Regions from separate parts of the Zea mays genome. Here all the other regions are linked to region 3. A link is a contact called in public Hi-C data. All regions are on one chromosome and are shown on one strand. The core of a region is the stretch at or near the end of the contact, and the rest is flanking DNA. Distances in the headings are between cores, read along the strand shown.

Evidence for each region. Hi-C and Micro-C count contacts between places; a contact is called where the count stands out from the background.
Region 1: a contact with region 3 is called in a Hi-C map of endosperm, with 8 times the contacts expected there. The contact joins the promoter of LOC100125650 here to the promoter of LOC103640601 in region 3. A contact is called at or near these places in 2 of 25 Hi-C or Micro-C datasets (bundle sheath and endosperm).
Region 2: a Hi-C map of leaf shows a contact between it and region 3, with 5 times the contacts expected there. The contact joins the enhancer-like site here to the promoter of LOC103640601 in region 3. A contact is called at or near these places in 2 of 25 Hi-C or Micro-C datasets (ear and leaf).

The regions. Positions count from the first base shown.
Region 1 is chr1:177,938,071-177,942,894 of Zm-B73-REFERENCE-NAM-5.0, forward strand. LOC100125650 (barren inflorescence 2) reads left to right here and starts at 2,497. Exons shown (of 2, transcript NM_001112581.1): 1 at 2,497-3,318; 2 at 3,425-4,253. The coding sequence starts at 2,612. The coding sequence ends at 4,193.
Region 2 is chr1:177,969,309-177,973,647 of Zm-B73-REFERENCE-NAM-5.0, forward strand. No RefSeq gene overlaps it. Among protein-coding and RNA genes, the nearest start is that of LOC100125650, 31 kb to the left of the region's middle. Within about 2 kb of position 1,348, at least 17 of the 20 cell types and tissues checked have an H3K27ac peak or open chromatin away from gene starts, as enhancers often do. A contact at or near this core is called in ear and leaf, where this site is marked.
Region 3 is chr1:177,509,156-177,513,666 of Zm-B73-REFERENCE-NAM-5.0, forward strand. LOC103640601 (auxin response factor 25) reads right to left here and starts at 2,773. Exons shown (of 14, transcript XM_008663839.2): 1 at 1,750-2,773; 2 at 1,262-1,374; 3 at 770-868; 4 at 642-698; 5 at 375-530; 6 at 175-259. The coding sequence starts at 1,798.

The DNA.
Region 1 (4,824 bases), core at 1,247-3,746, 430 kb after region 3:
GGTTTCTCATTCAAAGTTTTTAACAAGGCAACATCAACATAAGGCTTATGTCGTATCATCTATTTTTCCCTAGCGGTTTTTGAGGATGATACATCATGACATAGCTATTGTTATATTTGAACTAGGTTATGAGTTGAGTTCAAATGGATCAACAATAGAGTATGACTACTCTCCTTATTTTTCCCACTGGGGTTTTAAGGAGACTCAGCTGATATGTTGATTTATCAGATTTTCTGACAAGATTGTCTTAGAGAAATATTAGCTTGAGTTATATGTCTCATCAGTTATTTTTCCCACGGGGGGTTTTGAGATGATGACTTTAGACATATTATTGTTCTTTGGGCTAGAGGTCCATTGGAGAACAATGTCGTACCATGGTTCAATTGAACCACCGACCATTATCTATATAGATAATTAAGCTTGTGTTGTTCAGATGGAAACATGTTATATCAAGAGCAACATTAATAAACATATTGCTCCTAAACTGTTTTATCCCCATGAACTTCAGGATAATGGAGATATAAACATCTTGCAAATAAAGTCCTATGATAATCTTGCTGATCTATTCACAAAATCTCTACCATACTCCACGTTTTAAAAATGTGTTGAGTGGATTGGTATGAGAAGACTTAAGTGCTTGCAAGGATCAGTGGGAGTAATTCTCCGTGATATTTGACCTGTTTTGTACCATCATATTACACTCTTTTCTTTGTATTAGTTTTGACTTGTAGAGGTTTTCTCATCCAAAGTTTTTAACGAGGTAATATCAACTAAGCTATATGCTTCATCATTGATTTTCCCCCACAGGGGTTTTTTAGGAATGATGATTACCAACATATTTTATTTTGGAGTTCAAAGTGAGATTTACTCATAATCGAAAAGACATTGTGTACTTCTTATTTTTGTCACATGGTTTTTGAGGAGATAATATATTTGAAGACAACTGACAAATGGTCAAATGGACTTGGATTGATCAAGGGAGAGTGTTACAAAATATGTTACAAACATTGTGACCAATCCAAGAGGCTCGACGACTACTCTTCAAGGGACACACCCCTTGGGGATATACCCCTCCATATGTATATAAACAGGGCCTCCCCCTGCAATAATAACAGTGACTGTCACTTTCTCTCTACATCTCTGTGTCTCGTTTACATAACTCTCTAACAGGATCAACGCCGTTTCACAGACACATTGAAACAGAAGCACGCGTCACGTACGTCGTGTAGGAAGGAAACAAATATATGTTAGCATTCACATTAATATTGGCCCATGTATCAACCTACCATTCGGTAGATTGACAATGCTACATATTAAAGCCAGTTGTTTAGACTGTTACAACTGTAATCTATACAAATAAAATATTGTAGAAATCAGTATAGATTAAAGCCAAACAACAAACGTGATGCGATCTATTAAGCTCCTGGCCTCGTGGGGCAAGAAAACTAGGGTTCGTTGTCCCTGTCTTTGGAGTGTGCTGCAAATTTGACGCCAGTGATCATGCTCCCAGTAGTAGTGGACTACTAGGAGCTTGTATCCTGGAGAAGACAGGCACCAATCACATGCATCGGCGCGTACATTCTGCGTGGTTCTTTGACATTTTCTTGCACTGTTGGTTCCCGTTTTCTCTGCAGTACTGTACTAGTACGTACTGCCAGTGGAAGCTCAGCAGCACCAGGCGCGGTTTGAAGAGAGAGAGAGATAGAGAGAAAAAATGCGACGCTTTTGACCGGCCCCTACGCCACCGTGAGAACCGTGCCAGGGGAATCGGGCGGGCCACGCAACGCTGCCTTCCTTCCTTGCGGTTCACGGCGGCGAGCCGGCGACACCGGCCGGAATGTGGACTTTTCACGGCGCTGCCGTCGTTGCCGTCCCCGACAAAGTTACCAGTTAAGTTAGCTTACAAACCATGCTAGAATAAACCACTGAACCACCTGCTTAATCCCTGCCTAACCATGCCCACCTCGTGCTTAATTAGCACTAGCTAGGTTCTCTCTCCTGTCTTCTCAATATCTCAAGCCGGGTTTACGCAACGCCCATGTGTGGCTGGCCAAGTTTAAAAAGCGACCTCTCCCTACGCCTGAATTTTAAAATAGTTTTAAAATAAGATCCATATGTTTAAAAGGAGGGTTTTCGAATCTTATAGAGTCAAAAATATTTTACAGTAAAAACTTACAGTAAAAAGCGACCTCTCCATAACGGCTCCTGTGCATACATCACGACCCTACCCGTCTACTAGCAAGTAGCAACTGCAACTCCGCTTTGACTTTGACTTGCCTGCTTCCACGCGGACGCTGCCATCCATGCTCGCAGTAATAAAAGCCTGCGGCGCGGCGGATTGACGGATCTGCCCCTCCGTTTTACACGACTAGCCAAGGCACAGCACAACCACGAGTCTGTAGGCTACTGGGCTGAGGTCGCCGCTGGTATAATTATAAAGCGCCCGCGCCACCAACTCCCTTGTCCGCACGCCGCGACCGCCGGAAACCTCACTCCTCGTCCTCGCTCGGAGACACGGCAAGCGAGTCCTCCTCACTCACGCAAACACACGCCGTGCCGCGAGCGCACGAGACAACCGAGCGGAGCTGCCGCCTGCCCGCCAGTGCCAGCCATGGACGCCGCGGTGCGCGTCCCCCCGGCGCTCGGGAACAAGACGGTGACCGAGGTGACGCCGCCGCCGCCACCACCGGCGGGGGAGGAGCGGCTGTCGGACGCCGACACGACGGCGTCGTCGACGGCGGCGCCCAACTCGAGCCTCAGCTCGGCCAGCAGCGCCGCCAGCCTGCCGCGCTGCTCCAGCCTGTCCCGCCTCTCCTTCGACTGCTCTCCGTCCGCGGCCCTGTCCTCTTCCTCGGCGGCGGCGGCGGCCGCGGCCGCGTCATCGCCGGCGCCAGCGCCGGCGCGGCCGCACCGGGCAGGGGACGCGGCGTGGGCGGCGATCCGCGCGGCGTCGGCGTCGGCCGCGGCGCCGCTGGGGCCGCGGGACTTCAGGCTGCTGCGCCGCGTGGGCGGCGGCGACGTCGGCACCGTGTACCTGTGCCGCCTCAGGGCGCCACCCGCGCCCGCGCCCGTCTGCTGCCTGTACGCGATGAAGGTGGTGGACCGGCGCGTGGCGGCCGCGAAGAAGAAGCTGGAGCACGCGGCGGCGGAGCGGCGGATCCTGCGGGCGCTGGACCATCCGTTCCTGCCCACGCTCTTCGCCGACTTCGACGCCGCGCCGCACTTCTCCTGCGTCGTCACGGAGTTCTGCCCCGGCGGGGACCTCCACTCGCTCCGCCACCGCATGCCCAACCGCCGCTTCCCGCTCCCGTCAGCTCGGTGAGCGCAAGCCTAGCCTAGTACTAGTGCTAGTGCTAGTGGAGTGCTACAGCCTACAGATACGTCGTCGTCTTTTTTGTATTTACGGTCGTTGCGGTGGGTGCAGGTTCTACGCGGCGGAGGTGTTGCTGGCGCTGGAGTACCTGCACATGATGGGCATCGTGTACCGCGACCTCAAGCCGGAGAACGTGCTGATCCGCGCGGACGGCCACATCATGCTCACGGACTTCGACCTGTCGCTGCAGTGCACGTCGACGCCGTCGCTCGAGCCGTGCGCCGCCCCCGAGGCGGCGGCGGCGTCCTGCTTCCCGGACCACCTGTTCCGCCGCCGGCGCGCGCGACTCCGCCGTGCCGCCTCGGCGCGGCGGCCGCCAACGACCCTGGTGGCGGAGCCGGTGGAGGCGCGGTCGTGCTCGTTCGTGGGCACGCACGAGTACGTGGCGCCCGAGGTGGCCCGCGGCGGGCCCCACGGCGCGGCCGTCGACTGGTGGGCGCTCGGCGTGTTCCTGTACGAGCTCCTGCACGGGCGCACCCCGTTCGCGGGCGCCGACAACGAGGCCACGCTCCGCAACATCGCGCGCCGCCCGCTGTCCTTCCCCGCTGCCGGCGCCGGTGATGCCGACGCGCGCGACCTCATCGCCCGCCTCCTCGCCAAGGACCCGCGCCACCGGTTGGGGTCCCGGCGCGGCGCCGCCGACGTGAAGGCGCACCCGTTCTTCCGCGGGCTCAACTTCGCGCTGCTCCGGTCCTCCCGCCCGCCCGTCGTCCCCGCCGCGTCGCGCTCCCCGCTGCACCGCTCGCAGTCCTGCAGCGCGGCGCGCACGAGAGCGTCGAAGCCGAAGCCGCCGCCGGACACCCGGTTCGACCTGTTCTGACACGACCGTTGCCGGCGTCACGCACGTGCGTGTTGACCTAGTTGCATCACTCGCCATTGTACAGAGTGTTTAACGAGCTGCTAGTAGCAGCAGTACGTCATTAACTAGTCTAATCGAACTTGCATTCCAACTCTGCTCGGTCGAGGTCTTCTGTCGCTGAATTCCGAGGCATGTTCCGCTGACGTTGCGCGGCTAGGGTTGACAGCGGGCGAGGTGTGTCGGGTGGTGATGGTAACAGCGGGCCACATGGGTGCTGGACCTGTCTGCTGACAGGGGTGCTCAGCCAGGCGATTACATTAATGGCGCCGGTTGACCTGGAGCGCGCGCTTGGCTGCGGCCTGCGGGCGACGTGACGTGGCTCGTGGAGTGGAGTGGTTCCGCTTGCTGGGGAGACGTGCGGCAGGCCCTGCGGATGCTGGGATCACTGCTCAAATCTGCTCTGCTAAACTGAAGCTAGTTCTTGTCTTATCTTAAAAAATAAGCTAAATAAAGTAGTCTGAACATATCTTAAGGACCTGTTTGGAAATGGAGTTTTGAAATGACGTAGTTTTGAGATACTATAGTTTATAATTGTACATGACACAGATACTACGGTATTACTTTACCACAGTATTGCTTAAAACCGAGATCT
Region 2 (4,339 bases), core at 98-2,597, 460 kb after region 3:
CCAGAGAGACACACACTGGCAGAGAGAGAGAGAGAGAGAGAGAGACGTACAGGGCCCTCCAATCCAGCAGGCCCCGGCCGGCCACGTACTACACGCCATGGGCGCCTGCCTGCCTGCCCAAGACCTTTGACCCTAGAAAACTTGGGAAAGAAATTCACCTTCACCCCGGGCCAGCTGCCTGCCTGCAGCGTGCCAGAGTCCACAGGCCATGCATGGTTAGAAAGGGCCCGTGGTTTTTCGTGCGGTAGAGTAGCATCTGCACTGCATGTGATGCACCGCATGTCCGCATGTTAGATTACTTTGTGAGGAACATATCCTTAATTATCTTTTTATAAGAGTTCGTTGTAGAGTTGGTTATATTTGTCTAAAAAAATCATACGTCTAATATAGTAGTAATATACATTGTAACCCTATTTGGATTGTAATAACAACCTCCATGAATTGTAACTTAAGGCATATATATTGCCCTATAAAAACAAGCAGGCTAGGTAGCGGTCTACTAAGAGACTGACATCTCGAATATTTGTTGCTCCATAGTTTATTTTTGAAACCAAACCACGAAAAGAACCATTTACGACATGCAATGAGCAATGGCACTACGTACTCGTACAGTCGTAAGGTAAAAGCTCGTACAGTCATTTGTACAGTAGTACACAGTACAAAAAGGTCTGCCTGTGCCTGCAGAGAAAGAAAGACAAAGCGCAGGCTGGCTAGTAGATAATTGCCGTTCCTGATGTCACGCATGGCCGCATGGGCTGGGCATGCTCGAGCAGAGAAGGCTCTTCGCTCTCGGCTCTCGCGGCGGGGTATTGTTGATATGAATGTATGATCACCAGTACCACACCACGCACATGCAACGCAATGCAAAAGGCCGGCTACTCTGCATGGCTATTCGGCTTGCAGTTGCTTAGCTATGGCTAGCTACAGTAGCGTCGTCCGGAGTTGACTGCGTGAGCAATGAACGGGCAGAACGAGCAAGTGCGGCAGCGCCAAGCACCAAGCAGCATTGCCTCGTCCGACCTCGGACCATGCGCCGCGCCTGCTATAGTGCTAGGCCCTTCTCCTAGTAGTCCTAGCAGCTAGCTGTAGCCTGTAGGTGTAGCTTCTCCTCCATCAATGATGTTGGGGTTGCTGTGCATGTAGCCGCCGATGACACGCATGATGTTGCAGTTGCATGTAGTTCTCCGGCATGGTCCTATTGGACGTGAAAGCAGGTGTAGGCGTGTAGCTGACCTCGCCGTGTAGGCGCGCATCTCACCGCGTGCTCCAGGGAGACGTCGTTGAGCTACCTGAGCTCCCTTGGCGACCATGGGCCGTGGTGGGCTGGTGGCTGGAAGGTCTTGTTGCAGGTCACGGTGAAATAGGGCCGAAGGGGCGCATCTGTCGGGCCGGGGCACCCAGGCAGCGACACGGTGAGCCCATATCTCACCACGCACTACTATTTCTATTTCGCTGGCCATAATGCCCTGGATCTCTTTCTGGTGGAACATCTGTATGAAACTGTGAGACAGTGCTCTCTTTCTCGTGATCAATCAGCTCCAGAAGCACAACCCCGAAGCTGTACACATCACTCTTGTCGCTCAGACGGTGGCTGACAAAGCTCTCAGCCCAGAGTTCCCTGGATGAGCACAATGAAATCGTTCCTGTCCATGGACTTGACGCCGCTCCGAAATCCGACACCTTCGCGTTGTGTTCCTCATCCAGTGGCGATCTTCAGTCTAAGATCCAGTGGGACCGGTGATCCGCTTCCGTCGACTGCGCCATGAAGGAACTCGAAGAGGGTGCCGTTGGAAACGTACTCGTACACCAGCATCGGCACATCTACGTCCAAGATGATGATCTCGTTCACGAACTCCTCTCTGCTTGCTGTCGTCGTCCTTCAGCTTGGACTTCTTTATGGCGACCTGTTTGCCGTCGTCCGGTGTCCAACAAGGTTCCTCTGTAGACCATTCTATGGCCGCCGCATCCAAGAACGTTGTCCGTGGCTTTCTTTATCTCCTCCTCCGAGAGAGAGTATAAGGAGGGCCGGGCAAAAAACCCGTAATCCGAAACCCGAACCCGGAATACTCGAATCCGAACCCGAAACCCGAATTTTGTTCGAGAATTTCGGGTAGCAACTTGCAAAATCCGAATTTATTTCGGGTATCACAATCGGGTACCCGAAATACCCGAATTACCCGAACTTTCACGTGTCATGTAGTTATGTCATGCTTAATTATTAATTTGTACATTTATAATTATGTGTAACTGTGCATAGCTTGTGATTGTAGATTGCTTGTGTTTTATATGTCCATATATATCATTATTCAAACTATATTTTTATACTAATTTAATAGGGTGTATGTGTTTTTATGAAACCGATATAATAGTTCGGGTAGTTCAGGAATACCTGTGACACTATGAAAATCATTAAATAAAAATAATACATTTAGTTAATAATGTTATTTATGGTAATAAATTTTTTATTGAAGTGTTTATTATTTATTTCATTTGGAGTAATTTTTTTTATCGCGCATGGTTGATTTTTTGGTTATTGAATAACATTTCTTCTTAAATCCTAGTAAATAAATAATATAATCAGTCCAAAAATAACTATATTATTTATAAATACTTTTGGATTAATCATTATAAATTTTAGAGTTATTTAAAAGTGTATTTTAAATTAGAAAAGAGAAATTCGAAAAAAACAAAAAAAACTAACTAACCTAACCTACCGTCCTGTTTAGCCCATCAAACCACACCCTGCTCTCCTGCTAACCCTAGCCGCCACTTCCCTGGCTCCTCCCTGGCCGCCGCCACCCACCACTCCCTTCTCTCTCCTCCCTCTGCTCTCACCCACACGCCACCAGGAAGCCCGCGCACAGGAGGCCGACCGAAGTCGCGCGACCACACCCAAGCCGACGCCGCGACCAAGCTCAAGCATCGACACGCAGCCACGGAAGCCGACCGCGCCCGCGAGCTGGACCCAACGTGCTGGACGCCCGAGCTCCTGCGCCCGACACCCTGCGCCCAGACCCGCGCACAGCTCCCACGCCGAGCCCAACGCGCCGCGCTGCAAGCCCGAAGATCGACCGACGCCCAAGAACACCGAAGCGCCGCGACGACCGAGCCGAGTACTCGCTGTCAACGAACCGATGCCCCGTGCACCGCCACCCCGCCCGTGCCTACGCGTTGTCCATCGCCGGACAGTCCACGCCGTCTGTCGGACAGTCCACGCCGTCTGTCGTTCAACAGAGCTCCGCCCGTGCCTACGCGTTGTCCATCGTTCGTCGATTCCGTTGTGCCTTCGTCTAATCGCGCGCTCGAGCCGTTCGCCGTCGTCTGTTCACTCAAGGTTGAAGACAACCCCAACCCGTTAATGTATTTTCTAAATCATGTTTGAATTACTTTGTTGATCTTATGAATTATTGTTGTAATGTTGATGCGATTTGGCGATTCATGTGTATGATTTTTAGAGATGCTATGTATACGGGTAACCAAAGTCGAACCCCGCGACAATACTTTGAACATGTGTATGATTTTATAATTTTAAAAATGAGTACGGTCACTATTCACTACTTCCGTGGTTTTCGTACTAGAAATGTTTATAATTAATTTAGCTTTAATATGTGTGGAACGATAATTGTTAGTAGTATTTTAAGTGTACACTTATTTGCATAAAGAAATAGAAATCCTCAGCCACGTATTTTCGGTCGAATGAAAATATAGGTTTTACTATTCACAATGAATGTATTCATAAGTATAGCAGTTAATTACTTAGAATTAGTAAAATAGTTATTTATGTCATAATAACCAGGAATATGTTATTAAAGTCTTATTTAGTAACTAGCTGAGTGCCCGTGTGTTGCAACGGTAATATATAATACCAGTATACTACGATAACTTATATATAAAATGTATGTTATATTATTATGAGAAAATGTTTCATAATCAATTTGTGATCCTAGCCATACATAAATTTTGTTATTTTAATCTAGTTGTTTCACCACTACATTGCAACCATCAGTATCATGCAGACTTCGATATATGCTACGATTTGTATGGTCTTATCATTGGAGAGCACGTTCCACACATGCTGGAAGAAATTTCCTCGTACATTGTTAGTCATCAGACACGCACCACCATACGATCTTGCTTAAACAAAAAGGTAAGTGTGTGTGTTTGCGAAGAGAATTAAAGGCAGGTCAGCACAAAAGCTACCCTGACGGTGGCGAGGATGACGAACTGGTCACTGTTGTCGATCCTCCTCTACGTCACCTCCGATGCTAAGATGACGCCACAATCCTCGATATAGTAGTCGTCGAACGCGCGCGACATGACGAGTACCGATGACTCTTGG
Region 3 (4,511 bases), core at 1,523-4,022:
CTAGCTGAACCTTGGTATTTAGGCAGAAAGAAACAGACAGTTGAGATTAGTGAAAGCCGCTCATGCACAGTAACATTTGTTCTCCCTTGTTATTGATACTAAAGTTCCATTCCACTTGTTCAATAATCAAACTGCGTCATTTCTCCATTTTGCGACCATAATTTAAGTACATACCACGAAAAATATGACGAAATTTCCATTCATTATCATGCAGATCTCTTGCAACCAGCTCTTGCACTGGAGGCTGTTGTGAAAAATCCTGCAGATGGTCGAATGCATTAGTTTTTCCAAGGAAAAAACACATAATCATTTATTATAAATCTGTCAAGCTTAAAAAACTTAATCTTCAGTTGAAAAGATCTTAAAAAACAAACCAATGGAGGGAAGACTTTCTCAGCTGCTCGGCGCGGAACAGAGAATCCACCATGGGTACTCGTATCACTTGCAGTCAACGTCTTGCAGAAGTAATTGGTTGGCTGCTTGCTACCAGCACCCAATTCAATTGGAAGAAAAGGATCCTTTTGCTCTTCCTGTACATGGAATCACTTGATGAATGTACAGGCATTGTAATACCATTTGGAAGAACCTTTCATGAGAATCCAGGTTACAAGCATAGAGCTAAGTGGTGATTGGTAAAATACCGGGCTCAATGGTTGCAGTGTCATTTGGGCATACACCTCTTCAGTCTCTGCATCAGCCTGAATAACAAAGAAATTATTTCATAATGCTTCTTAAAGACTAGGCAATGGTCCATTAAGTTTGAACTCACATGCATTGTGACATTATGAAGCTGGCATATTAACTGTGGAGGTAGGTTTGGATAGTTTGGGATTTGAGCATCAACTTCTTTATTAGTTGATGCAGCAACCTGCATGAAAATAGAAACAAACAAAAGAACCTCTTAAGCACAAAGGCACGAGATCAAGTGAATCTCTACAAATAATTTCATTAACCTGTACAAAACTAGACGGAGTTTAAAAAAAGTGACTTAAAGTGATAACAATCTCTGAACAAGATTGATTTTCTGAACACAGGAAACCTTTATGTGTATAGTTGGGCAAAGTGATTTTTCAGTTGAATTTTCCGTAAGTGTTATGTTTAGTCGATCCATTTAACGTATGCAATGTAAAGAATCAGAAGGGTAGCAGCTCAAGTGATTCTTTTTTTTGTTCCTCATCTGCAAAAACCTGATAGTCTCAACTCTCCAGTCAACAAACTCGGACGTATCTAGTTTATTCAAAGATACTGCTGAGTGACCGACCTGCTCACTATGGCCCTGAGGAAAGTAGACGACCCGGCTCCCAACCACAGGCAGGGACACAAGGGGCCCTGCGCATGCATGCCATAGCTCTGAGTTCAGACACCTTTGTTCCCCTGCAAAATGCCAAGCACACATGAGTGGAACAGGAAGCCACCAGAAAGCAGAGTTCATGTGAGACTACTATCCGTGCTTGGCTACAGACAAGAGGGGGTTCAGTGAATATAACATGTAGAACATGTGAACCATGAGTGAAGCTGAGCAATGCCCGAACTTTTCTTTTGGTTGTGCAAGTAAGTGAAGAATATGAACGAATGTCATCATGCATACACAAAGAGCAACTGAGCAAGCCATTTTTGCTTATTTGTTTGGGAACATCAATGCACATTGCACAATGACAGCAGCCCATAATCCGCAAAACCATGCCGAGAGTAACCCAAGCTGAGAAGTTCTGGACCGAATCAATGCTGAAACCGTGATGCGAGATGTACCGTCACTTTCAGGTGATGGCTCCGACATCTTGGGCGGGGAGAGGTTCATGTTCCCTCCCACCAACCAGTACGACCTGGGGGCAAGAACACCAAGGTGCGGCGATGAGAATGGCTGGGCTGCGGGAGCTGCGCGTCCTTAGAAGCTCGCCATGCTCCCAGAAGCAATGTCAGCCCGCTCCCCCTCCGCTTCAGAGCAACCGTTCCCCTTCCTCTGCTGCTGCCGCCGCCGCCGCCTCCCCTTCCCACGCAGGACGCAGCAGCAGCCAAATCCGCTCGAGGAACTCGCTACCCGAACCCAGGACTGTCGCGGCAAACGCGCGCCACTGCGGGCGTCATCGCCCGGAGTCCTCGGCTGAGCACCCGCACCACCTCAAAGCTCCAACCTTTCCCCGAAGAAGCGAAGAGAAGCGCCGGAGCGGGCAAGCTGGGTTCTGGGCAGCCGACGGAGCAAGCGCGCGGGGAAGCCGAGGCGGGGCGCCGGAGCTGAGCTCATCAGACCAAGCAGCTAGCAGCTAGCTAGACAGACAGACAACCCTACCCTTCGCGAAGCATGGGCCACGCGCTCGCAGAACCGAGACCGCCGCGGCGGCTCGCAGGAACCCCACTCGAACCTCCCATTGCACGCGCGGCGCGCTCCGGACCAGCCACGCTCCCGCCGCCGCCGAGCTCAGGGAACCTCCGGCAGCGCGCGGTCACGCCCGACTCCGAGCGCCGGGTGGCCTCCCATTCGACGCGGGCAGCGCGACCACCGGGTGGGAGCGGCAAGAGGCGCCTGGGTGGGTGGGGGCTGGCAGAGAACCCTAGGGGAGGGGGGGGGGCTAGGCCGCCATGGCTGGATCGAGGAGGGGACGAGAGTGGAGTGGAGTACTGGAGTGGCGTGGTGCGGTGCTCCTTGCTTGCTTTCGTTCCCCTTCTCTCTCTATTTTCCCCCTTTTGGTTTACGGGGGAGCCGAGAATAGCAAAGAGAGTGAGAGAGAGGGAGGGACAGTAAAAAAAATATCTGGAAAAAAGGTTAGATCTATATCTATCTCTTCCCCCTTTATCCCCTCTTTATATATTTTACCTGAAGATGAATCTGTAGTGTGTGGCTTTGGAAGGTTTTGAGCTTTGACTGGCTGGATCCTCTTCCTCCAAGAAGTAAACCAGGATCCATGTGGGTTGTTTTGGAGAAAGCGTCGCAAGTGGACGCTTTGGTACACCTTACGCACACGCTGTGATCATCTTTGAAACAGCAGCTGAAGCAGCCATCCCACACCTTCGTCTCCGTGTGTCTCGCTCGCGGTACGAGGATTCCTGCCTGCCCACCCATCATCCCATGCACAGACTGCAAGTGCAAGTGCGGTGCAGCAGCCATGCTCTTGCTCGGCGGGACGGCCGTTGACGGTTTTTACTTTTTATTACCGGCCCACTGCCCAGCGGCCAGCGCCCCCAGCCACGAGGCGGTGCCGTGCCGTGCCGACACGACGGGACGTGACGCCTGCCTGTGTACTAGTGCGTAGTGCCAGTGCGCGCCATGCAGCGCAGCGGCGGACTGGAGGAGGGGCCGACCGACCGACCGACGGACGGGACGGGTCGTCTGGGCATCTAGAGCCGCCCGCCGTGGCCGCCGCTACGTACATTTGGCTGAGCCTATCCGGAGCGGTCCTCTAAATTTCTATGTTGTTTTGTTTATTTTCTAATTTTTCATCTTCCGCACACGTACCAATAAATTCTTCTCATATATCTCATTACAATCATAAAATATCATTAGCGATAATCCAGATGTCACCCGGCGAACCTCCCCTCCTCTCAGTCATCATAGTCGATGTATTTATATGGGTCCATAGAGACTTGGGCGAACGACACGTGTGTCCAGTGGGGCTTGTTCCTGCGAGTGGGGGCGTGGGCGGGCGCAGTGCTGCTAATGCTGAGCGGCGCGGTGGTTGCTGCGTTTGAGCCGGCGAGGGAAGCGAGCGGGTGCTGCAGGGTGGATTGGAGAGGATGTGGTTGGATCACGGTAACATAAACATTATTAGGTAAAGAAAGTGTTCAATGGCACAACTTGTCTTTTTGGTGCAAACTTCAGGTACTTCTCCAAGTTGAGCTTTAGGTTCCTCGCGACCTCACTTATATTCGTACAAATACAAACAAATGAACAAATAATGGATATGATAACATTACACCGAAACACAATAACAAAATATTCTATGTGTCGCTTTGAGATCGTAGACGAGAACCACTAAAAACGAAGCTAAAATGAATTAGTTATGGATTTTCTAAGTTTTTAGATTGTTTTGATATTAATTCTTGCACTAATAATAATAAACTTTATTTATTTTATATAATCCTTTTTATTCTGTATGGACGGTGGATACTATTCCATAGGAGCTAAGGGGTCAAACTGCAAGTTTTTGGGGACCTAAATTAAATTCTTCTAACTGTTTATGGATGGCGGGTTGATTAGGCAACTCCGCATGAACTCTTTAGCAAAGTTGTATCGACCGAAAGGGTATCAAGTATCATGAGTCGTTGGATCAACGGTCTGCGGTTCCGATTAGATCGCGTGTTAAACGAACCGGTACGCAATCTCACTTGTGGGGTCTTGGATCGACGACCCACAACCTTACACGCTTAGATATATCTGCTGGCTTCGATTTCCATATTGGTGGTTTTGATTAAAACGTCAAAGGGATATCTCCACGATCTAATCTGAGTTGTTCTCCCACGAATCAATGGATCATGTTCGGCTACCCTTGTCTCAAATCATGATCGCCCATTCGAGA